Linked DNA regions of Mus musculus: regions 1 and 3 are each linked to region 2. A link is a contact called in public capture Hi-C and promoter capture Hi-C data. All regions are on one chromosome and are shown on one strand. Each heading gives the region's core, a stretch centred on a gene start, on an enhancer-like site or on the middle of the called end of the contact. The rest is flanking DNA. Distances are from core to core; before and after follow the strand shown. Region 1 holds the start of Ccn5 (cellular communication network factor 5). Region 2 holds the start of Ada (adenosine deaminase). Region 3 holds the start of 0610039K10Rik (RIKEN cDNA 0610039K10 gene).

Region 1 (2,700 bases), core at 98-2,597, 71 kb before region 2:
TGGCTCAAGGCCTTAACTCGGTGATACTGGGAACTTAACATTTAGTGTGAGGTATTGCTCAGGTTAGGGTAGAGAGACACAGACTAGGGTTTCCTCCAGACACACCTATGTCTGCCCCAGGCTCCACCATGCAACTCTTCTATTGTTCTTTTTCTTTGCTGTGTGGCTTTGGGCACATTGCTTACCCTCTCTGAGTCTCCTTTGATCAAAACAGGACAATTTGTTATAAGACTGTTATAAATGTGCAAACGGAACTACTCACAAGCCAATTAAAAGATGCCCAATGTGAACCAAGGGACAAGGACATTTGCCACAGAGATGTCTCCTGCTCTCTCTGACCAGGGCCAGAGGTCACTGACTGCCTGAGGGCTAGCATGTTGTACCCTCATGGACTGTACTTTGCAATCAGACCCCAGCATCAACCTCTGTCCTGGTTCAGAGCTACACAGCACTCACATTTGTTTTAGTTTCTATGACACTGGAGGATCCCACTGTCCTCTTTTAGACACTCATCTAGGTCCAGGACCTATGCTATCTTCTGTGGATGCAGTTCTCCTTAGTGGTCTCCCCAGAAGCTTCATGAACATTGTACCCATTCAACTGAGGCTGAAGCTCAGAAAGGGTAGGACACTTGTCTGAGGTCACACAGCCGAACTTGCATGCCCAGAGAGGGAAGCAAGCCTGGGCACAGAGACCAGACTGTATCCAGTATAGGGTCTTTCCAAGAGTTCTAAGTTGTGACCATATATCTGTCCCACCACCCAGAATTCTGCTGTCATTCAAGACCAGGATGCCTTACCATTGAGAGAATGCAGAGGAAGGAAATGGCCAGAAGATGGATCAGTGGGTTGCCCCTCATGTCACCGTGTCCCTTGTGGAGCCAGCTTCAAACCTGGGAAGCAAGACCCGAGTCTTTTTTTATGTTCTGGAGGGAATGAGGTTCCTTCTAGGTGCATACAGAGAAAGAGAAAACGACAGACAGACAGACAGACAGACACACACACACACACACACACACACATTTATAGTCCTTACACCGGTTTCCATAGTCCCAGGAATAAGCCCAGTTACCTGAGGCCGAGGAGGCCACCAAGAAGGTGTCTGACAGTGTGTGAAGCCCAAGCCACCGCAAGTGCCAAGAGTTTAGGACAGGAGCCTGACAGGAGCCTCTCAGCTCCTCAGTTCCCAGCAAGAAAGACCTCCATCCCAAGCTACTGCCACAGCAGCTGCAGCCTCGCCAAGGCCCCTGTCCCAGCCCGGGGTCCTCTGGAGATCAGGAGCGTCTGTCAAATGCTCTGCAGATCTGACCCACGGTGTCCTGAGCCCTGAAGCTCAAGCTCTGGGCAGCCCAGACCCAGCCTGTGGTTTCTGGCAGGGAGACTGGCAGCCACCCAGAGGTGGGTGTGACCCAGAGCAGAGCTTCCCTGGCAGCCTGTCTGCTCTTGGCAACCAAGAGCCTCCCTATCCTCCTGGGCTCTGAAGGTGGCCTAGGGTGGCCAAGCCTAAGCAGACTGAGCCTACTGTGTGCTGGCACTTGCTGGTCTCTGCTGATCTGACTGAGCAAAATTGTCTTTGTTGGATTCTACCAGCTCTGAGGGGTTCTGCAGACCTGGAGACACAGCACAGACCTGGGGACCAGAGCCTGGGGCATGGGGTAGTAATGAAAAGTGTAAGGACCCCCTCCCTTGTTCAGACAAAGAGTGAGATACAACTTCTGAGGGAGATGCCAATTCTGAAAGCTAACAAGGCTCTGCGGTAGAATGTTCCAGAGGGAACAGCATGATCAAATGTCTGGAGGAGGGACCTAACATAGTAGCCTGGCATACTCAGTACAGAAGGTATCTAGTGGGCATGTGGCTTCCTGGGCACTGGACTGGGCAGGAATACGCAGAGAATAAAACACAGGATTCACATCACCAACTGTATCCATTGGGTACAGGGGATGTCCCTAAGGTCCTATCAACGAGTGTTGGGTAGAAGGACATGGGATTTAAAGATCAGGGTGTAGGGCTGGAGAGATGGCTCAGTGGTTAAGAGCACTGACTGCTCTTCCAGAGATCCCGAGTTCAATTCCTAGCAACCACATGGTGGCTCACAACCATCTGTAATGGAATCCGATGCCCTCTTCTGGTGTGTCTGAAGACTGCAACAGTGTACCCATATACATAAAATACTTAAATAAATAAATCTTTTTAAAAAAAATCAGGGTGTAGAGACATCTGCTGTGTTATATGTAGAAGCATCATCTGTCAATAAAAGGCTGATTGGCCAATGAGCTGAGGCAGGAAATAGAAGGCGGGACATCTTGGGGGGGGGGCGGTTGATTCTGGGATAAAGTCAGAAACAGGGTCTTAGGTGCTTAGAGAAGGCTGTGGCTCCCAACACCTCCACCAGTTACAGTGCAACACACCCATGAGCCCAGATCACAGGGGGCTAGCCTGGGCTACAAAGCAAGCCCCTATCTCAAAAGAAAACAAACCTGGAGGCTATATGCTCCCTCCGAGTCACATACAGACTCTGCCTACCACTGTGGGTAGAAGACAAATATCTAGCAAATAAGTCTATATGACCTGAGGGCCTGAGGGAGAAATGGCATGGCCACCTTGGGTCCTTGCTGTCTGTAGTTCCCTGCTTGATCCTTTCTATGTTTATCGAGACTAGACTATGCCACACGCAGGCATGACACCAGCGAGACTGGAA
Region 2 (2,700 bases), core at 118-2,617:
CCCTCTCTCTCACTCCCACAAACAACTGAATCCCAAATCTGTATTCTGCTGCTTTCAAGTAGCAGGGATCTGAGTCCATCCTCTTGCCCAGAGTCGCCACGGTCTCACACCTGGATCTTTCCTGGTGTACCACGCTTTCTCCAGCTCCTTTCATGTTGTCCCCTCATGTAAGGACACCCGGGCATCCCCACCTCAAGGTGCGCACAAGTTACTTAAGGAACTTGCTACAATATAGCCCTGCATCCCGCCCCCAAAATCCCACCAAACCTAGAGTATGGTTCTAAACAGCTCACCTGTGAAGTCTCCCTGGCTAAATTTCTAGACTTGGAACAGCTGGAGTTTTCCAAACAGAAGTGTGATGCTGTCCTGAAACCACTGACAAACTTTCAGTGACATCTCTCTGAGCTTCCACCTCGCCTGCTGGCCTCAGCTCCCCTCTCCCCTTCCCATCCCCTCCTCTTTATTTGTAAGTTTGTTTAGTTTCAGATGAGAATTGCATCTCACCTAGTTCTGGGATACCACCATTAAATGGATGTTTCCATGTGCCCTAGGCTTCCCACAGAGTCAGCATGGCCCACCCCAGGGATGGCAGGACTGAGATTTAAGAGTGTTTCCCTTGCTTCCCATTTCTCCTCCCTGATGCATATGTTGTTATTTATATGTTCTAGAAGTTGACCATAGTATGAAGTTTTCTGCAGCGTATTTTTTTTTCTGCCCCCCTTTCACTACTGTGTCTGAGCACATGTGCTGTGCTTTGTAGCTGAAACTGGCTTTATTGCTGCAGAAACCAGTCCACTGTATTTACCCACAGCACTGATGTGAGCATTCTAAATACATCTCGATACGTGGGCATATTTCTCCAGCGTAACTGCCCCAGGAGAGATGAACTGTGTGTTCCTGTCCACCCCCTGTCTCCAGCCACCCTGGAGACTTAGTTCTCAGGAGTCTCTCTCACACACAACAGTGTTCTCTGCATCCCACCCGCCCTCACCTGGTGAACTCCGGCAGTCGCCGCTAAATCTCCCTAATTACACACTTCTTCTGCCTTGTGATTCTGCAACAAGTGGGTCTATCCCTCAAAATCCAGCCCCATAAGGCTTCAGGACTGTGTGGCTCCAGCTTCAGCCTGCACAAAGTAGGCGCCCAAGCAACACTGGAAGCCTCGGTACTGAAGGGGCCCGGAAGGGGCAGGTGAGGACATTGGAGTCGCGTCTGCAGGGGGCTCACCTGGGAGCTTCCTAGGGTGTAGCCAGCAGGGAAGGTCTGGGGTTCAGAATTCCGGGAAATGCGCGCCAGAGTTGCAGGCGGGGGGGGGGGGGGGGGGGCGGGGCCGTGGCTCCGGAAGGCGGGGTCTCTCTGTGGGCGTAGCGTGGGCGGGGCTGTGCCGGGGCAGCCCGGTAAAAAAGAGCGTGGCGGGCCGCGGTCTCTGAGAGCCATCGGGAAGCGACCCTGCCAGCGAGCCAACGCAGACCCAGAGAGCTTCGGCGGAGAGAACCGGGAACACGCTCGGAACCATGGCCCAGACACCCGCATTCAACAAACCCAAAGTAAGCACCGAGGGGCTCCGTTGCCAGGGTTCTGTCCCGGGCTGTCCCGGGGCTTAGCGGGGCCCAGCCTTTGGCGCCTTTAACCTAGAAGCATGGAGTGGCAGGGGGACTCCCGCAGGCATCTCCCCTCGACCCAGGCCTTAGCTTGCTTCCGGGATGTCGAGCGAGAGACGATGTGGCAGGGAGTGTCCAGAACCTGGGGGTGTCTCTGGTCGGCCTTCGGGTTCGGCTGCTGTCTATGCGAACCTGGGAGTGCCTCCAGTCGGCCTTCGGGTTCGGCTGCTGCCTATGCCCTGTGCCCTGGAGGTCTCAGCCTCGCTGTCTGCCAATGGGCATCCAGTGCGGCGGGGCTGCACAGCTGTGTGGGACTGGGCTAGGACCTGGGTGTCTGAGCCCCAGTAGAATGGGGCCCAGGGTCTCTAGCTGTTAAATGTTCAGTGTATGGCTTTATACTTAAGTGTTATGATTACTTTGTGGGCAACAGGTAACCTAGGTTTGTGGGTGCGCCCGTGGGAAAATCTATGATCCAAACCAGAAAAGGAAGGGATAGAGGCTTCAGGGTGCCAGGAGGAACCCCTACACATACTGACCGTTTGGCCATATGGGTTTATTTGGGATGAAGTTTTAGCCCTTGACCCCAGAGGAGAACCCTTTATCTGTCTTTCTGCAAGCTGTGGCTTCTTGGAAACAGGGAGACTCCAGGTCCCCAAGGCCAGATTTGCAGCCCTTACAGATTCTGTCTAGTCAGCCAGGCAAATTGAACTGGTCAGCAGAGTGTGGGACTGAGAACTCAGGGGGAGGGATCAGAGACAGTCACCCTTAGACTTACCCCTCCAAGAAACAGATGCTGAGTGGGGGGCGGGGTGGCAGACGTATGAATCCCGTGTGCATGTTGTGTCATATATGCGTGCATGGAGGGAGCGGGAGGGAAGATGGGCAGTGGGCCTGTATTCCATGCACTTACCATAGGGAACACACTCTGCCCCTCTAGCTAGAGGCTAGAAGGGCAGGGCAAGTCTTCCTACCCAACCAATGCCTGCTGCACATCTTGTCTGGTGGCTCCTGACCACAGTTGGTGCTCTTAGACATCAAAGGGTGAGTTTTCTTTTGATGGTCTGAATTCTCCCTACCCTTGGTCAGGGGAACCATCTCT
Region 3 (2,700 bases), core at 64-2,563, 110 kb after region 2:
TGCATGTAGTCAATTAGTGCATAACAGGCAATGGTTATAGGTTTTTATAACTTATGCATGTTGGCTCAGATAACAGTAGTTTCTATATTCTTTACTGGTTAACAGACAAGAAAACATTTGGACAAGTGGGGTAGGCATTCGGAGCAGGACCTTGTTTGGCCCGGCCTTCAAGGAGGGGAAGTTGTCCCTGAAATATCTGGACTCAGACAATTGTTTTCAACCGAGGTTGCTGAGCTGTTGGTAAAGTCCCCAGCTCCCCCAGGGCCTGAGACCTTGAATTTAGAAAACGAAAACGGTAGTACTTAGCATAAGTTTCTTTTGCTTGTTCCCAACAAAATGAGGACATGACTGCTCCAAGGTATGGCTGAGGAGAAAATTTTTATTATAGATATGAGAACGAGTACAGCCAGAGGCATCGGGAAGAGTCTAGGACAGGGAAAGTAGTGAGCTGAACCTGGCCAGCAGACTGACCCCCGCGGAGGGAGGGGGCAGGGGGAAAGGGGGGCAGGGGAAAAGAGGAAGGGGGAAAGGGGAAGGGGAGACAAGGCTGGAGAAGTTTCCGGTAGGGTGTGGGGTAAGAAGAGTGGCTTTTTTGTTCGTCTGAAACTCTATGTAGCACAGGATAGTTTTGAACTCCTGATCCTCCAGCCTCATCCTCTTTAGTTCTGGGATTACAGATGCTAACTGATTATTGAATGGCCCAACATAGCCTGTTTGCCTCTGAGTTTGCCAACATTCCATCTCTCAATAATCACAAAGTACTGCCCAGCCACGACTTAACAGTCTGTAGGATCTTTATTTAATTCGGATGTAGCTTCTTCCGAGGATAAGTGCAGTTCGTAGGGAACATGCTGTCTTTCTGCACCTTTATGTTGCCTCTGACCACCAGCGCCCCAAGCGAGCCCGGAGTTGTATGCCACGAACCCTCTACGTCCTCTGCCACCCCAGCAGTCTTAGGCTCCGCCTTCTCCCCCTCCGTGGGCGGGGCCACCCAATGACGTAAACTGGGCGTCCTGCGAAGGGCGGGCCCTGTTTCCGGCTTGAGGATCCGTCGCGTTTCTGAGGCGACGCCTCAGTCAGCAGTTAGGATCCGCTCGGAGCGGTCGGTCTCGGCCCCGGCGTCACCATGGGGGCCGTCCTCGGCGTCTTCTCCCTCGCCAGCTGGGTGAGTCCCGAGGCCTCGGCCGTCCGGGGCCTGAGGCGCGCAGGGGGTGGGTGTCGGGCCGCCCGAGGCGGACCCTCCACTCTCTGAGGCTAACAGAGAGGAGCGGGCAGGCCCAGGGTCCAGGCCCGGTAGCCGTCGTCCCGGAGTCGGGGTGCGGCGGCTCGGCTGGCTCTCGCTGTGGGCGGAGGGTCGCGGGAGGCCGGACCGCCATTGTTTACAATTTCGACGCCCCGCCCCCGCCAGCCTTCCGGACCCAGGGTTCCCGCGGCCAGGCGACGCCGAGGTTCCACGGCGCGGGTTCCTGAGTGGCTAGAGGATGGCGTCAGGGAATTTAGGGCCACTGTAGTCATTTTTCTTCATAGTTCGGCATATGCCAGCGCTACTGAGTGGGGTTGGGAGCGGGGCTTTTAAGTCAGCCCTGCTGCAGGTCGCGAGCAAAAGGCGTTTAATTAGAAGCCCCGCGGCCTAAATATTTTCGAATTAAACACCCTAGCATTCCTCTCCTCCAGAACTGTTGTGAGGATAAAGTAAAGAAATTAGTCCGATTCCCCTTGTCAATGGTAAAACGTTTTTAGAAGTTAATTTTAGGATCTCTTTAACCTAAGGAATAATCTAACAAATCTGCCTCAGAGGAACTTGGTAGCTTGAACCACAGTGCCTAATTGTTTTCTCCTTCCCGAGCTGATGTAATGAACCAAGGACTCAGGCTCTGCTCATGTCAATGGCATGTCTCAGGGCAGAAGTAATGTCGAAGATATCTTGTATATTTTTCTCCTCCTGGTTTAAAACCATAATTTGAAAATATCCTATCCAGGTGTTCATATCTAGAAACTCCTTGCATATATTGTTAATTCAGTTTTTACCCAGTAGGGGGTTAGGATACCAGAGTGGAATGAGAGAAGAGTACGAAATTAAAGGCTGTGGAGGGCCATGGCAGATCATTTGTTATTTGTTTTGAGACCCTGTCTCAAAACAGGGAGGTGCAAATTACAGTTTATGGGTAGGTTTTTAGAGGCTGTGGGTTTAGTCTCCAATTGCCACTATCCACCCCCATCTCCCATCCCACGCCAAAAAAGGGGGACAGAATATCAGGGAGCCAAATCATGCAGATACCCACTGTATGCCTTTATTTTTTAGGCAATCTCTTTGGTCATTCTGGGTGTTTAAGATTGCACCCAGGACCTTGTTTGTCCAAAGCTTATCTCTGAGAGCTCCTCCAGCTACACCTCCAGTCCAGTCTGGATTAAAGATTTCAAAGGACTTTTGTACGTGTTTAATTTTTGCCTTATTGAGATAGGTCACCAGATCTCCCTGAGTATCCCATGCTGGCCTTTCATTCACAGTTCTCCTTATTGGGATTGTAGGAAGGTGTTACTCCTGGCAAAGAAGTTTGGCCTTTACTTTTTTTGAAATATGGTTTTACGTTGTAGCCCAGGTTGGCCTTGAACTTTTAGCAATCCTCCTACCTCAGCCTAGTGCCGAAACTACAGATGTGAGTCCCCACTACTGGCATGTCTTAGTAAAATGCTTCACAT

The links. Capture Hi-C pulls out chosen DNA fragments and counts their contacts.
Region 1: a capture Hi-C map of macrophages shows a contact between it and region 2, with 3 times the contacts expected there. The contact joins the promoter of Ccn5 here to the promoter of Ada in region 2. A contact is called at or near these places in 3 of 39 promoter capture datasets (cranial neural crest, embryonic stem cells and macrophages), 2 of 15 datasets of contacts at CTCF or cohesin (the NIH/3T3 cell line and pro-B cells), 1 of 484 Hi-C or Micro-C datasets (nephron progenitors), 3 of 115 datasets of contacts at active chromatin or transcription factors (embryonic stem cells, microglia and pancreatic cancer cells) and 2 of 9 other capture datasets (adipose tissue and macrophages).
Region 3: a contact with region 2 is called in a promoter capture Hi-C map of pancreatic islet. The contact joins the promoter of 0610039K10Rik here to the promoter of Ada in region 2. A contact is called at or near these places in 7 of 39 promoter capture datasets (3T3-L1-derived adipocytes, the HPC-7 cell line, embryonic stem cells and 3 more), 3 of 484 Hi-C or Micro-C datasets (B cells, double positive thymocytes and germinal center B cells), 12 of 115 datasets of contacts at active chromatin or transcription factors (the 230-238 cell line, the SCID.adh cell line, bone marrow-derived macrophages and 7 more) and 4 of 9 other capture datasets (adipose tissue, liver, macrophages and 1 more).

Annotation. Positions count from the first base shown.
Region 1 is chr2:163,819,481-163,822,180 of GRCm38.p6, reverse strand. Ccn5 (cellular communication network factor 5) reads right to left here and starts at 1,347. Exons shown (of 5, transcript NM_016873.2): 1 at 1,072-1,347; 2 at 800-892. The coding sequence starts at 859.
Region 2 is chr2:163,748,906-163,751,605 of GRCm38.p6, reverse strand. Ada (adenosine deaminase) reads left to right here and starts at 1,367. Exons shown (of 12, transcript NM_007398.4): 1 at 1,367-1,547. The coding sequence starts at 1,515.
Region 3 is chr2:163,643,463-163,646,162 of GRCm38.p6, reverse strand. 0610039K10Rik (RIKEN cDNA 0610039K10 gene) reads right to left here and starts at 1,313. Exons shown (of 1, transcript NR_028113.1): 1 at 363-1,313. It overlaps Serinc3 (serine incorporator 3), which reads left to right and starts at 1,020. Exons shown (of 10, transcript NM_012032.4): 1 at 1,020-1,165. The coding sequence starts at 1,127.